Regions from separate parts of the Anser cygnoides genome. Here region 2 is linked to region 1. The links are chromatin contacts, called in public Hi-C maps. All regions are on one chromosome and are shown on one strand. Each heading gives the region's core, a stretch centred on a gene start, on an enhancer-like site or on the middle of the called end of the contact. The rest is flanking DNA. Distances are from core to core; before and after follow the strand shown. Region 1 has its middle 16 kb from the start of FZD4. Region 2 overlaps ME3 (malic enzyme 3).

Evidence for each region. A called contact is a pair of places that touch in the nucleus more often than the background predicts.
Region 2: a contact with region 1 is called in a Hi-C map of liver, with 3 times the contacts expected there. The contact joins two enhancer-like sites. A contact is called at or near these places in 2 of 7 Hi-C or Micro-C datasets (both in liver).

What each region holds. Positions count from the first base shown.
Region 1 is chr1:203,977,338-203,980,308 of Taihu_goose_T2T_genome, forward strand. No RefSeq gene overlaps it. Among named protein-coding and RNA genes, the nearest start is that of FZD4, 16 kb to the left of the region's middle. Within about 2 kb of position 1,589, at least 3 of the 3 cell types and tissues checked have open chromatin away from gene starts, as enhancers often do. A contact at or near this core is called in liver, where this site is marked.
Region 2 is chr1:204,167,386-204,170,367 of Taihu_goose_T2T_genome, forward strand. The region is part of intron 1 of ME3 (malic enzyme 3); the gene reads left to right. Among named protein-coding and RNA genes, the nearest start is that of ME3, 64 kb to the left of the region's middle. Within about 2 kb of position 1,471, at least 2 of the 3 cell types and tissues checked have open chromatin away from gene starts, as enhancers often do. A contact at or near this core is called in liver, where this site is marked.

The DNA of each region.
Region 1 (2,971 bases), core at 339-2,838:
GTGCAGAAAGCTGGTGTCTCAGAAGTCATTGGAGAGGAGATCTCTTCTCTGCATTAGCACTACTCTCTGTTGAAAAAACTGAAGAGGTTGTCCCTCAGGAGTGAAAGGACAGCATTATCCCAAGGCACAAATCTGGCCATTCATAAGGAGGAAAGAATTTGTCAAAGCAAAGTATGAATGCCTGGAATTTCACCTGATTTCAGCTTATGCTCATGGTTTCAGGGCATGTGAGTGGAGTCTGCAAGCAGAGAGCAGCTACTCTGAGATGTCACCCTGTCTGCCTCTTCGTTTTCTCCATTCTGTTTGATGGCATTCAGCTCCAGACACCCTTTGGGACCTTGTTCTCTTGCCACTTTGAAGTGACAAATACAACACACTAATTAGAAGTAAAAATATATTAATGTAAGTTCTAGTATGCAAAGTATACTTTTCAAGTCTTAAAAGTGATCACAAAAATCTTCAAGGGAAGGTTTTATTCCTCCATACACAGCTAAAAGAAAATGGTATTTGAAGAACAGGAATTTCTGGCATCTCTTGATCCAGGGCAGATATGGTGCTAAGGAATGGTTTCCTCCTAGTGCAAGTCTAAGGACTGAACCCGTTGGAGACCAGTGCTGCTAACACACTGCCCAGGCCCACCAAAGGTCACCTCGTCAGACAAAGCACAACGCATGCTCAACTCTAAAACCAGAATACACTGGGACCAATGATAGCTGACAACTGTTTGTCTACTGTTCCATTGCAGTGGCATAAATGCAGACTTTGTCTAGCTCCAGGCAAATAAAGCAGCTTTGTTAAGGGGTCTGTCATGTCAACTGCACGTGGTGTATTTCAGCAAGCTGCTCACAACCAGCTTACTTTATTTGCATTTTGCTCTCAGTGGTGCAGTGGTGTGAATTATGCCTCAGTGCTGCTCTCTCACACCTTCTGAGGAGCTTCTCCAGCTCCTTCCCCCCAGATGGAGACCTACAGGGCTGCAGGGAGGTTTGGGCTGATCCCAAGACACTGCTTCTTTCTTTTGCTTGCCTTTTCAGTGTGCCTCTTTGACAGTTTGTAGCCCAGTCCAGGCAAGCTGCTTTTCCTTCCTCTTGTCCTCGTGCTCTGTTCGGATTGTATTTCTTGCTCATTCATTTTTTTCAGCTGTTCCTTTACACAGTTTCTGGGCCTCTGGGGAGACAGTTCTGATGCACCTCCTTAGCAGGGTCTCTTACATGGAGAGCTGAACGGAGGTGCTTTACAGATTGTTAAGACTGTGACAGTCTGGGACATGAAGACTTCCACAAACCATCACAACTGGGACTTCCAAAGCCATCAGTCACTTCTGAAGGCGGAAACTTAGGTTTTGCTCTTTGATGTCGAGGATCTGCTGGGGCTGCTCATCTCCAGCTAAGGCATGACTCTCAACTTTTATACTGCTCCCAGTTTTGCCACCCTCCTCCTTTCTATGCCTACTCAGGCTTTGTAAATGTTTCACCACATTAACTCAAATTCTGCCACATATTTACAAAGGTTTGTGACCTTCAGCTGTAGTCAATCATTCCCTATGGTCTAATTTGTCCTTTTCCCCCTGCAGCTCCTTCATCACACTGCCATTGCCTGCAAATGATTTACCTAGGGCTCACAGAGCACTGACTGTATCCTGCACAGCTCACTTGCAGTCCTGCTCTGTTTTGGACTCCCCAGATTTTCTGGTGTCTCATTCAGATCTCCTTGTCCTCTGTTACATCAGCACTTGCTCCTCATCTTCAGTACGGCAGGTTCTTGGCTGAATTAGGAAGGCTCTGGACATGAACTATGCTGCACGGAAGTGGAAAGTGGGTGGTAGATCATGTGGATGGAGGAGCGTAGACTACCGGTGTTGATTTCTTGGGATGTACATCCTTTCTCTAAACACTGCTCTCACAGCCACCATCACTGGGACATGGGCAGGCTCTCCACAACACCTGCACCTAAAGCTGGTGCTTAGACCCCAGTCTGGACACCTGTGAACTAAAAGTTAGATGCTACACCTTTCAGCACTGCTGCATCTCAGTCTCTTCTTATTTTTTTCCTAGTTTTTGAATGCTTGGATGAGGTTAGCGGCAGGAATTTCTACTACTGCCCCCTCCAGAGAAGTTTTGAATATAAAAAAATTGTGTTTTAGAATGCTAAGCAAGACCAGCAGCCCATCTTGTTGCTGGTAAAATGAATATAATAGAGGTAAGCCTCTAGAAAACAAACCATCCACCAGGATAAACAAACGAACTGTTTGCCTGATGCAAACCTAGCAAACACTGATGCATTTATTGACCATATCTGCTAAACCTTGGATTTAGTTGCGTCAGAAGGGCTAGCACAGCAGTCATTGCCAAGCAAAGCAGCAGGTGGACCGCAGGGACCTGAGGCACCCTAACACAGGAGCTAGGAGCCAGGCAGGATGCCCCAAGGAAGCCTGCTTGCTTAGACAGTCTGAGCACAAAATTTTTGCCCTTTTAGCGGTGAGATGAAGGCCATGGGGCCTTGCGTGCACAAAGACAAGAGTGGCTTTCAACACGTGGCTAAGGTGGGGAGATGGAATCCCTCAGAAGGAAATCCCACAGGAAGCTGAGCAGAGCAAAATCTTCCATAAATACATGGAGATACTTTGGAAATATCTTCCGATGCTCCCACAGAAACCCTGTGCCCTTTGCCATGCCTGGCAGGAGCCGAAGGTCGGCTTGGCAGTATCCAAGGGCCGCAGCTCCTTGCTGCCCAGGCCCTCGAGTGTGTGGCCGCTAGGTGTCACGGCTGGCCCACAGAAGCCATTTTGTCCCAGCGCTCTGAGATCGTCCCTCTCTTGTCAGCATGCAGAAATCACACAGTCCTGACAAAACCAGACGAGGGAGGTGTAAACTATGCCCGGCTGTACCCGGCCTCCGAGGGGGGTGCCACCAGGCCCATGGGCTGTCCTGGCAGCGCACCAGGAGCCGGCAATTGGAGGTGTAGTTCGGCC
Region 2 (2,982 bases), core at 221-2,720, 190 kb after region 1:
GTTGCTCAGGGAGGTGGTGGTGTCACCGTCCCTGGGGGTGTTCAAAGAAAAGTTGGACCTGGTGCTTAGGGACATGGTTTAGTGGGTGACATTGGTGGTAGGGGGATGGTTGGACCAGGTGATCTTGGAGGCCTTTTCCAACCTTAGTGATTCTATGATTCTATTCTATGATTCTGTGAGTTTCCTTGTCTTGAAATTTATGCATTGGCATTGAAGACCAGAGTCCTGGCACTGTGCAAACATAAAAACTTGCCAGAATTTAAGCAGTCAGCAGAGTCTTGTCTGTGACATTCATGAACATCCATCCCAGTCCAACTTACGGAGACAAACCATTCTAGAACCCCACACTCCCTTTTGAACCTGTTTAATATTAGTTATTATATTAATTCCCAATATGATTTCAAGAGGTGACCCAACATGCTGCTTTTCAGCCCTTTCACTTTTCAGAAAAGCAACAAATCAGGGAGGTGGTGGATCACAGCAGCCAAACCTGGAACTGGAGCAGCGTCCTTGTGAGTTCCCCCAAAAAAGATAAAAAAGCCGCAACAGGATTGGAGTGCCAAGTGCCCAAACACAAGTGCTTCACCTTCACAGCAGTTGTAAATTGGTTACAACTTCATGCTGCTCCTGGGTAAAGAGTAGCTGGATGCTCCTGGCTACGCTGATGGTGATGACGATGATGTAGGAGACATTCGGGCAGGGCACAAGAAATTGCAAAAGAATTCAAAAAAAAAAAAAAAAAGGCACTGGTGGGTGTGCAGACTGCTGCTTCTGTAAGGCATCACAGCAATATTGTGCGTAGAAATGTGCTGGGCTTAATCAGAAAAAGAACTGTATTAGGTGTGGGATCATTTGATGAAATACTAAAACCACTATTTTAATTGGTGGAAAACAACTGAAAGGCCTTTTTTGCCTATTGAAAAAAATACTTCAAGATGGTTTTTAGTGGTTGGGGGCAGAAATACTTAGGATGTCATCTTTCTGCCTTTCCTATCCCTTTCTCTTCTAGTGACCACCACGTGTTTGCGTGTTTGCCGAGCTTTGTTTCTGTTGCAGGGGATGAGCGAGGGCCAGGCTGTGACCCGGATCAGCCAGCCTGTGATGTAACTCTCTAGACAAGCAAGTGGAGTATTCAGTGCCAAATATTTGTCTCCCCTTATCTATCCTCCCTGTTCAAAGGTTGCAGGAAGTAAATGGCTCAAAACTGTGATTGTATCTTTTTTTGCCTTTCATTGCAGATAAACTTTGACATTCGCAGTAGCTCTGTTTTCCCTGCTTTGATACAGTAGTGTCAGTTCGTAGCCAAACAGTGCCTTAGAGCTGATGTCCAGTGTTGATCTTAGCCTAGTATTTCAGCAGTCCCTGTTCTGGAGAATACAGATGGTTGCAAGTTTTCTGATGAGAATGTTTTTCTTTAAGTTGAAAAAATGATGACTCACAAAAACTCCAGCTTTATCTTGTGGGAATGCAGCAATTCTGCTGGGAAACTCTTTTGGGGAAAGGCTTCTCAGGTCCAGGAAGGAAATTTGGGTCAAAAATGTCAGGCACTTCAACGGAACCAGCCATGTCCTGGTACAACATCCATCAACGACAGAGATCACGGTGCCATTCCTGGGTTTGACAGAAAACTCCTGACCTCCTGCCTCCCAGCAGTCTGCTGACTACAGGAGGAACGAGTTCTGTCTCCTGTGTTCTTGCATCAAAGGTTTGGAAAGTACGTGGTTCTGTCCTGATATGGAAAAAAAAAAAAAAAAAGTAAGAAAATGCTTGTGGGATAAAGAACTTTTTTTCTTAGATTACCTGGAGGATGGATGTCTTTTCTGAAATATATGAAGACTTTTCCTAATTGGTGCTACTACACTATTTAGTAATAGAAGAAGTGTCACGTTATGTACAAGGCATGGGTCTGGCAAGCAGGAGAATCAGTTCTAGTCCTTGCCTCCATCACTGCGTGCTCTTTTCCAGGTTACTTGACATCGCTTTATCTCTGCTGATGGTGTGCCAAACATTTTCAGCAGCAGCCACCCCACGTACAAGCAAATGGCTCTTCCAGCAGCCCATTCCCATGGCTGGATGTCTCCTGGGGGTGTGCAGAGCCATAAAGCGGTGTGTAGCAGCCAGGGGAGCTGCTCTGAGCTCAAATGACCTGGTTATTTTTAATCCAGGTACTTCCTCTCCCTCGTTAACCATGTGACCGCACAAATGCTTGTGCTGGCACAAGTGTTGGGGTGGCACAGGGACAGGAACAAGCAACGGGAGGCGATGGAAGGCTGCCAAAAACAAGTTCATCCAGATATGTCCTCGGTTTTCCTTGTGCGGCATTAATAACAGCTATTTGTCATAGATTAGCGCTCGAGCCATGGAAGAAAACAGCAGTTTAACAGCTATGTACTCATAAAGCTGCTCCTTAGGATTTTTTCAAGCATTTCTCTGTTTGCTTGAGTAGATGTAGTTCAGTAATTACCAGTCTTGAATATTTCACTGCCAGCTCTTCGTCGAGATACAAATCGGTTGGTTAGTTATGGGTGAGGTTTTCATTAGGATTTAAGCTCTTTAGACACTTCTGAAAATGTTTCCTTCTATCCTGCTGTCTAATCTGGCATCAGGATAGCAGAAATCCTATTAATTAAGGTCTAAGACCTTTCATAATCTTCCCCGACTGCAGAATGCATTTACTGGTGCTGTTCGTCACAGCTGTGTCCGGCGCAGGATGGTGCTGCTCCTCTGAACATCAGCCCCCGCACACATGGGAGCAGGACACGCTCAGGTTTCTGCCTGGGAAGGACCAAATTGTCCTTTAAAAGCAGGGATTTCCCATGCAGTCTAGGATGTTGAGCTTCATGTTGAGCTTTATGGGCGCTTCATGTGCTCCTTGAAAAGATGGGCTGTGGGCAGAGAGGTTGGCACTGAGAAAGCATCCTACACATCAAGCCTGTCTTCTGTGCTGTCAATATGCCATTAATATTTGTTGTCTGATGGAAA